Linked DNA regions of Mus musculus: region 1 is linked to region 2. The links are chromatin contacts, called in public Hi-C maps. All regions are on one chromosome and are shown on one strand. Each heading gives the region's core, a stretch centred on a gene start, on an enhancer-like site or on the middle of the called end of the contact. The rest is flanking DNA. Distances are from core to core; before and after follow the strand shown. Region 1 overlaps Col15a1 (collagen, type XV, alpha 1). Region 2 has its middle 39 kb from the start of Gm52731.

Region 1 (4,877 bases), core at 289-2,788, 140 kb after region 2:
AAGAAAAGGGGTTCTATGCATCCTGTGTCCCCCCTCCTTGCTCCCACACACGGCCCAGGAATGCAGATCTTAACGGAGCATTGCTCCGGGAACCAGAATCTGGGTTCCAATTTCAGTTCTCTGTGAGCTGCTGTGTGGCTCTGAGCAGGTTGTATCCCTTCTCTGGGCCTCATTATTTGTGGGTGTCAGCCAGGACGGCATAGCTGTCCAGCTGTCTCCCGCATGCTTTACCAACCCTTTTCAGTATGCCCCAGATGAGGGAGTGCTCTGGAAGCTACTCCCTCCCAGCTTCCAGCTCAGAGTGTGTAGCAAATGCTGTAGCTGCCTCCCACATCCTTAAACACAGCAGCGGCTTTTCTTTTCTTCCTTCAGGGTCCACCTGGCCTACCTGGACCCCCAGGGCCCCCAGGGCCCCCTGGAGCTGTGGTTAACATCAAAGGCGTAAGTTAGGATGGGGTTGGGAGAAGCTTTCCTGGGGACCCTGCAGTGAGCACCAGATTGGCCTCAGCTGGTGCTAGGTTTCCTGATGCCTTCACCCCTCATATTCTCTTTCCACAGGCTGTTTTTCCAATACCTGCCCGGCCACACTGCAAAACACCAGTAAGTAACTCTCATGTCTTCATGCAGCAGGCTAAGTACCAGTGCCTGTTTTAGGAAACGGATCCATCTTGCCTTGGGCACTTTTCCATTCCTGTATGTCTACTCTCTGATATCATCTATCTACATATAGGCCCTTAAAGATCTAGAAGTTTCTAGATAATAGACCCTGGTAATGAAATACCACACACTGGCTTATTTTAACAGTGAGTCGTCTATTAGTAAAACAAACATTTGGCCTCAGGGGCGGAAGAAGCATAAAATTGCAAAATAGACTCCTTCTTAACTAAAAGAAGTGACCGGAACTCGTGGCCTCTGAGCTGGGAACTGGGGGTTAAAATTTGTAACTACTCAGTTCCATCCTCCTCAAAGATTGAGTTACCCAAGAGGCAAGCGTTATCTCTCCCAGTTATCATGGGAAGACAGCTACCCACAGAAGCTCTTTGGTTAGCCCAAGGTCACGGAGCATGGGGCAGCTGGGACCACAGCTCAGATCTCCTGGTGACCAGGAAGCAGGTGCAGGCACTGTGATCCTTGCCCAGCCTCCCCCTCCCCCAGGCAGTTGGCAGTACCGTCTGTAGGATTTTGCCAGTATCATAGGGAGACATTTATTTCTGTGAGGAAACACGGGGACAAGGCATGAGTCATGGATCTGTGCGCAATCATTCTCTCATTCTTTCAGTAAATATTTACTGAGCTCTCCCCAGTGCCAAGGACTCTTGCTAGGCCCCGGGGGGAACACAGGAATGACCTAGACAGACGTGGTCTCTGCTTTCTGGAGTTTGCAGATGATCATTTCAAAATATTCTTTGAAGTGGGCTTATACTGATTCCCGTGGGAATGGGAATGCTGCTGGTCGCTGATGCCTCTAACTGATGCAGGCCGGCTGGCTGTGTATTGGCCTAGGCCTATGTCCAAATCTGACCTTTGAGGCGTCCATGTGGGCAGCCCACGGTCCAAGCATGCTAGCCTGGAAGGCAGAGCGCGGGATCCCCCAGGGGACAGGGCTGAAGCTCCAAGTGAGCCCAACAGCAGCACCAAGGGCGTGTTTATCCAGATAACTGTAGCGAGGCATCTGCTGCAAGTGCAGCTTCTGGAGATACCCCAAGAAAACACTGCATCTCCTCATACAAGGGCAGAGGCTGCCTAGGTCCCACTGTTTCCCAGAGCTCAAGGTCCCTCCTCTCAACACAGAGCCCCACCTCCTTACTACCTCCCACAAACAATCCCAACACACCAAGTATGAGACAGAAGACCACAAACTTTAGACTGTTGTGGGAATGATACTGCAGTTGTACAACCTGTAGTGGAACCCTGTGTGGTATCTACACTCGGGGGATGGTGGGGCAGTTATGGAGTGACTTAAACTCAATGCCAGGCTCAACGTGTTTTGTCTTGTTTTAATTTCCTGTGGCATACTGGGACACCGTAGCGTTTGGAGGCATGGGTGTTTCCTACGAGGCCCTCAAAGTAGACATTATCAAACAGAAACACACCCAGCACTTCGCAAGCATCTTCCAGTTTCATCAGTTTAACATCATGACAGTTTATATACTCCTACCACCTTGCTTAACCACTTGTAAAGGTCGTCCTTAGATTTTCTTTCTGGAAGGTTCCTTCCTCTTCCCAATATCTTTTCATGATGACCCCTAAGCAGCTTGCAATCCCCACTTACAAGCACAGAAAGATCCCAGATCTAGGTGGAGCATCTTCTGGGGAAAGATGGAGGCAGAGTGAGATGGTTACCTTTAATTGTCAACATAGAACAAATCAAATTGGCCGAGAAAAGAGTCTCAATAAGGAGTTGTCTAGATCAGGTTGGCCTGGAATTATCTAGATTACCTAAGCCAAGACAGGAAAACCTGCCCACTATACTAGACACCATACCCTAGGCAAGAGATTCTAAGCTGCCTAAGAGTGGAGAAAGTGAGCTGACATTCACGTGCATACATTAATTCATTGCTCTCTGCTCTTGACTGTGGATTTAATGTGACTAACTGCTTCCATGCAGTGCTGCCTTGACTTCACAGCAGTGATGGACTGTAACCTGGAGTTGTAAACCAAATAAACCCTTTCTCCCACAAGTTGCTTTCGCTAGGGTTTCCAATCACAGTAACAAGGAATGAAGCTAAGACAGTTGAACAGTGTTATCCAGAACTGCTTGGATTCCAGACCCCTGTCACCTAATGAAGAGTCCATAAAAGCCCCTCCAATCTAATGACAACCCTGCTATTTGTCACTGCCACTGCTGCCTGACCTGTGCCTTATGCCTGTCTCTGATTACACTCAGTAGCAAAGCAGACGATTGGCCCAGCTTCAGAACTTGCTCAGAGCTGGCTTGGACACTTGGCCTCACATGTGAGCCAATCCTAATTGATAAGAAAGGAGGCCAAGACACTCAGCATTGGCTGCACTCACGAATGCAGTCTGGAAGCCTTGTGTTTCCCTTCTGCTTAGATTTTTGGCCAGAAATCTCAATGCTGTGTGCTCGAGGCCAGCTACATCATGGGTTTCCCAAATGAAGGCCTGAGAAGTCTGTGTTGAGGGTACTGAGGAGTATTCCAAAGCCAAATAGAAGCCTGGCCAGTGTCATTTCATCCTCTGCGATTTGTCCCCAGGACAAATGCTGGGGCAGGGCTTCCCATGTCTGACTGGGCCTTTCTCTCTCCCCAGGTTGGTACCGCTCACCCTGGCGACCCAGAGCTTGTCACTTTCCACGGTACACACTCTTTTCTTCATGGTTTCTCAGGGACATTCCTGACCTAGTGCTGGCCATGGATGAGGTGGTCAGGAGGGGCTAACGGGGCATGGGGGAGGGGTGGCAGCTGAGCTGTGGGACATACCTCTGTCTGCTTTCCTCATGGACCTGGTGCATCCCGGGTAGCGGGAAGCGCTCCCTCTGTTCATTCCTTTGCTGATCTGTTCAGAAGACAGTCATGGACGCCTGCTTGGTGCTGTCCCTTGATGTTCCTGCCTCCTTAGTCCTTAAAATAGTTCAAGTGACAGGAAAACTAATTATAGGACAGGAAGGATGTCTCAGCTGAAGAAGGCAAGGCCTGAGTTTCTGCGTTCAATCCCCAGAACCCACATCCATCATCATCATCATCATCATCATAAACAATAACTGGGCTTGGTGGACAACATTGGGGGAATGACAGCCAAGGGCATCCTCTAGTCTTCACATACATTTGCATGCATGGGTATTGCACCTGTATATACTCACACAGACACATACACATACACGCATATACACTCATACAGAGAGAGAGAGAGAGAGAGAGAGGGAGAGAGAGAGAGAGAGAGAGAGAGCTATTCCAAGAAAACACCATGAGTACTTAGAAGACCCTTGCCTAGTGTGTCCATGGAAACGTCTCAGGGAAGCATGTTTGAAAGGCAGGACCCTAGGCCAGAGTGTAGCTCTGTGGCAGAGCACTCCCCTAGCATGTGTGAGTCCTTAGGTTTGGTCCACAGTGCTGTGAGGAGAGGGCAAGGCAAGACACAGTGATGCATAGTTATAACCCCACTACTCAAGAGGCTGAGCCAAGAGGATCATAAGTTCAATGTCAGCATCTGTCTTACATTAATCCATTGGAACCTGCCTGGTCCTAACCTCCTGGTAGAGCTTGTGAGAAACCTTGTTCAACCTCTCTCTCTCTCTCTCTCTCTCTCTCTCTCTCTCTCTCTCTCTCTGAGTGTGTGTGTGTGTGTGTGTGTGTGTGTGTGTGTGTGTGTGTGTGTGTGTGTATGTGTGTGTGTGTGTGTGTGTGTGTGTGAAGAACACACCAAAGAGGGACAGGCCTGTAATCCTCTTTGACCTCCATACTTTGTCACACAATGTCTGGCTTTTGGTCACAGAATTGAAATACAGCATAAATAAGGGAAAGTCTTTATCTGCAATCCCCTGCAGCTTGGCTGTGTCACCTGGTGTCCCTAATGGTGTCTTCTGTATTTTTTGTCATTTTGGTCGTCAAATCCAGATCATGTTCTGACTTGGTGCAAGGCCCCTTTCTTTTTGGTGCTAGGGCAAACCTAAGTTTTATGGGGCGTTGTTGTCATTTGAGAAGAGATCTTTCTATATAGCTCTTGGTAGCCTGAAACTAACAGAGATCCACCTGCCTCTGCCACTTGACACCTGGAATTAAAGGCATGATTGCCTTTGGCTTATTTATAATTCATATTATGACATATATTATAATTTGTATTAGCTGCTGGTGGTAGGCCTTGGGTGGGAAGGGGAGCTGGGTTTGCTGTCATAGATCTTCGAGGCTCCCCTGGGAGGA
Region 2 (4,748 bases), core at 375-2,874:
CTGGGAAGCAGCTCATGCTTTCAGTTCCAGCACTTGGGAGGCAAAGGTGGCTTTGTACACTTAAGGCCAAACTTGTTTACATAGCCCAGGACAGCTGGGCCTACATAAGGAAACCCTGTCTCAAAACAAAAAGCACACGAGCAGACTAGTCTCACATGCACCTACATAAGAAAGAGACACATGGAAAGGGACAGACACAGGGACAGGCAGAGTTCCTAACCCTTGGGAAAGGGTATCAGTGAGCAGCAAATAAAAACAACAGTGAAAGGATATTTAAAAATGATTGAGTTGCTGAGACTTAATTTTATAAAAATACCGTTGTCAGTGGGGTGTGGTGGCACAGAGCATTGATCCAGGCGCCCTCGAGGGAGAGACAGAAAGGGCTGGGAAGTGTTTTGAACTGAGAGATCCAGTTTAATCCAGTTCCACATTGACTTTGAAGCTCAATGAGACCCTACCTTTGAAAAACGAAAGCAAAACCAGAACCAAACAGGTGGCCCTCAAATAAGACCATGGGGTCAAAGAGAAGCTAGGGAGGCAAGCATTCTCACCCAGAGCTGGTGCAAGGACAAGGGATGCCCGCAATAGGTCATGGTTCCCTCAGGCAAAATGCTGGGTTCTTTGCCTCTACCCCTGTGTCTTTGTACCTGGAACTCAATGCCCTGTGTTGGTCAGTGGACACTTCTTAAACAGGATGGAGGCGATTGGGGAATATCCATCAGAACTTCAGGGTTTCACTTCCTTTCCTTTAGGGATCCCAATTCCCAAAGGTATGCTTAGCCATTAAGACAGAAATGCTTCTTTAAGATCATCCCTCAGGAAACTGGACACTACCAAAATGTCCTCAGGGCGGCAAGCCACTTACACTCAGAAATCTGCTATCATTTATCTCGTTTGAATTGCACACATTTGGAGAGTATTGAGCATAGTTGATCATGCTATTGATAACACTAAGTGGAAAAAATTTAAACTCTTTATACACCGTGATCTTGATTTTTGTCTTTTAAAGAGGTCACATTCACTAATAGTTGGCTGAAGGATTTTTTTTTGTATTATCCATTTCTTTGTTTTCTCTTAATGTTCCAAAGTTTCAACAGTAACTTTATAAAAGTACTACTTTTATAGTCAGAATAAAAGAAAGTTTTAAAATGGAAAGTACAGTTAATACCAAACTTGTGACCAGCCACAAGAAGGGCGGTGACTCGAGGTGGCATGTGTCCCACCACCACTCTCAGAGGGTCACTTTCTGGTGGTTTAGAGAATTGGCCTCTTGAGTGAACTTGATCTGGCTTTATTTAGACAACAATGGGATGGAACACTGTCATACTGGTGTTCTTTGCGTCTGTTTTTCCATGACCTGGAAAATCTTAAAATACAGTCTCTTCTTTAAAAAGAAAAGAAAAGAAAACCCACAGGTCCTTTGACTGGAATAGACTCTCCCGTGGCTCACTGGTCTGTAAAAGTCATTAGGATGCAACAAGGGGTTGACCTCCATTCTTTGTCTTAGCTGAAAATTTCCCCACGGCTGGCTCAGGATTCCCAAGAGGAAGGCAATTAAGTGACCCAGCAGGATTGTGTAGGGCCTTGGTCTGGGCTTATCTTGATTAGGAGGAAGTGGACGTCTACTTGGTCCAAATTTAGAGCACAGAAAAGAGCCAGATGTTTGAGACTATGACAAGCATTATCCCTGTGGGTTTGCCTTTCTTGCCATTTGGGGAGTGTCTGGCTTTGCCTGTAAGGGCACAGAGCAGAGAAGATGGCAGGGTCCACTTTCCAGCATGTCTGCCACAGCCTGCGTCCACAGAGAAGCTCATCTTCATGCTGTGTTGTAAGGAGCCTGGGCACAACCCTTTAGGCTGAGGAAACTTCCACCCTCCCTAGATTGATGTGGATCTGATAATCAAAGCTCCTCATTGATCCAGATCTCTTCTCGAATGGCTCCTCCCACTGCAGGAGGAGGTGGGGATTATTGCAGGTAGGGGTTCTATGTGGAAGCATCAGGAGCTAAGCACACACAGGAGAGGTGGCACACAAATGACAGTGGTCTGGTTTGAACTTTGCTAAGCATCTTCTTAGCCATGTGAACTTAGACACATAATCTCTTGCCTCTCTGCCCAGTCCTCTCATCTCCCCAGGCTGGTGGTATTGATATTAGTGATATGACTGATAAAGTTCTTAAGCATTATCTTTCTTTCTTTTATTTTTTTGGTGTATGGTAAGCATGCAGCATGGTGCTTGCTGCAGCCTGGAGTTTACAGCATCATTAACTCTTCTTTGCATTCACCCATTCCGTGGAGGAAAGTCACTGAGCTGACTGAGCTAAGCACCGTGCCAGGAGCTAGGACCTCAGACAGGATAGTACACAGGACCCTACTTCCATTCCATAAGGCCCAGTTTTTAGGGCTGAGACCCCAGTGGGAACTGCCCAATAGGACATGGCTCAGTGTGGTGTCCTGTTACCTCTGGCTTTCTCCCCTCCACAAATATACCAGGCACCTTTGCTCCTTATGGCTCAGAGGTGGAGACAGAGTGATCGGGATCAAGAGCCCATCTCCTAGACTACTGGAAACTTTCAAGGTGCAACTTAACCACCATCTGTTGGACACAGGAGCCTTCTCTGGCCCCCAAAGCAAATCTAGAGCATTGCTGCATCAGCACAGTGTTCTGCTGAATCTCTCTGCCTTGTCTTCCTTCAAAGACACTGAGAGCTTTTAAGGGCAGATTTTCTGCTTGATTCGAACCCAGGCCCCAGTGCCCAGTATGGGTAGCAGACTGAAGGTGTGTAACAAGTACTAGTTGGTTAGCTAACTTACAGGGAATGGACCACCACAGAGGCCATTGCTGCACTGCCTGTGTGACAGAAAATCCCTTTCCACCATGATGTTTTATGAGACCATGAGATTTGCTCTACAGAAACCCGAGCCTCTTCTAATCCCAGCGGCAACCCTGAGTGAGCTGAGCTTCTGCCACAAAGAAAGTGCCTGCCTGAGGGACTTGTTCTCAACATGGTTTGAGACTGTAACTTTGTCAGCACGGTCTTGGGAGAGTGAGCCCCTTGTCCTGGGGCTGGCCGAGGGCCAGTCCATTTGCTTTTCATTGTGTGGGAGATTGTTTAATGGGATTGGAGTTACTGAGGCTGATGTTGCAACAGAAATAATTGGCTGTAAGGCTCCATGTGCTTCAGGGACCGGGACACAGAGATCTGATATTTTGTTTCCTCGTTTACTTTGTGGGTGACTCAGGGATGGCTCCTTCTCTGCTCTGGACCTTGTCCAAGGAATGGTGATTGTGGAGGGGAGTAGGGGTGGCTGATGATTAATCTAGAAGGTTCCTTCCTGGTCTGATACGCCTTCTCTAGCTTTCCTCCTCATATCAGATTGATGAAGGCCAGCTCACTCAGAGTTGGTGGAAAGTGGTTTGGATGGAGTTCTGGGAGAAGGTCCAGCCTCCTGAGCTCAAGGTCATGGTTTAGGAACCAAGAGCTCAGACAAACCCTGAAGCCATGGAGCGAGATCCACCCACGGGATGGGGGAGGGGTGTGCTCAGCACATTCCTGCTGAAAAGTGTAAACGGAAAACAGACTAGAGTCCTGGGGGATAATGACCAGATCTACCAATCATGGATGTCTGGGTGGCTCTTCCAGACAGAACATGTCTAGGACCCACATCCTAAACTGAGGAGCCGTGTCCCCAGCCATCCTGCCTTAGCATGGAAGGATCTTGGGGGTGGATTTGCTCAGGACACACTCTGAGGTTCTTGGAACTTAAGACATAATGGCAGGGTCCACTGAGAAGAGATGAAACTCACTCACCCTAGATATTTATGGCATATAGGTTTAAAAAGAACTAAGATGTGATCCTGGCATGGTGGTTCATGCCTCTAATGTCAACCATTGAGCTGCTGAGGCAAGAATACCACTGCAAGTTCAAGACCAGCCTGGGCTAAGGGTGAGTGAATTTCAAGGGAGTAGAGGTGAGTCAATGGGTAGACGTACTGGCTACGTCAGTCCAGCTTCAAAAAAGAAATAAACAAAATTTTAAAAGAGTGAGTTTCAAATCAGCCCGAGCTACCGAGTGAGACCATGTCTCAAAAGAAAAAAAAAAAAAAAAACGGAAAAAGCAAAAGGAGATAAATTGTGAATTTTGCTGTTTTAACATTTTTCATCTATTCTGCTGTGCCTTCACCATCAAATTCCTGATTATTTCATGGCTTTCAGAGAAATCCTCAGTCTGTGGCAGTCAGTTCTGTTCTAATATGCCCAGCCCTACCCCGCCCCTGCCCCGCCCCTGCCCCTGTCCCGCCCCGCCCCCCGCCCCTGCCCCCTCCCCCGCCCCCGGCAGACAAAGATCTATCTTCTCTCTCTCTCTGCGAATTTGCGTTTTCTATATTTTTTTTCCATACCATTGAACATGAGGCCAAGTAAGTTTGGCTTTTTTCATTGAGCACAGTTTTCAAGGCTTGTGCACATTGGCCTATAGAGAACAGTTAAAAATCCTGCATGCCACCAGATGAGGTGGCTCACACCTATAATCCCAGCACTTAGGAGCTGTAGACCAGACGGTCAGGAATCCAAAGCCAGGCTCAGCCACATAGTGAGTCTGAGGCCAACCTGAGCTATAGGAAACACCACCTCCTCTCTCTCTGCCCCAGCCTCAAGTGCCATGTAGGCAAACTCACAGTGTGAGCTCAGTGTGATCCATCAACGCATCAGGCAAGGGACAGGAACTCTGTTCTTAACTCCCTAGGGA

The links. Hi-C and Micro-C count contacts between places; a contact is called where the count stands out from the background.
Region 1: a Hi-C map of the N1E-115 cell line shows a contact between it and region 2, with 1.6 times the contacts expected there. The contact joins two enhancer-like sites. A contact is called at or near these places in 1 of 15 datasets of contacts at CTCF or cohesin (the NIH/3T3 cell line), 1 of 484 Hi-C or Micro-C datasets (the N1E-115 cell line) and 1 of 115 datasets of contacts at active chromatin or transcription factors (pancreatic cancer cells).

What each region holds. Positions count from the first base shown.
Region 1 is chr4:47,292,808-47,297,684 of GRCm38.p6, forward strand. It overlaps Col15a1 (collagen, type XV, alpha 1), which reads left to right. Exons shown (of 40, transcript NM_009928.3): 27 at 373-441; 28 at 559-600; 29 at 3,271-3,316. It overlaps Gm52732 (a long non-coding RNA gene), which reads right to left. Exons shown (of 3, transcript XR_003955396.1): 3 at 949-3,581. Among named protein-coding and RNA genes, the nearest start is that of Gm52732, 7.9 kb to the right of the region's middle. Within about 2 kb of position 1,539, at least 146 of the 459 cell types and tissues checked have an H3K27ac peak or open chromatin away from gene starts, as enhancers often do. A contact at or near this core is called in the N1E-115 cell line, the NIH/3T3 cell line and pancreatic cancer cells, where this site is marked.
Region 2 is chr4:47,148,592-47,153,339 of GRCm38.p6, forward strand. No RefSeq gene overlaps it. Among named protein-coding and RNA genes, the nearest start is that of Gm52731, 39 kb to the left of the region's middle. Within about 2 kb of position 1,625, at least 77 of the 459 cell types and tissues checked have an H3K27ac peak or open chromatin away from gene starts, as enhancers often do. A contact at or near this core is called in the N1E-115 cell line, the NIH/3T3 cell line and pancreatic cancer cells, where this site is marked.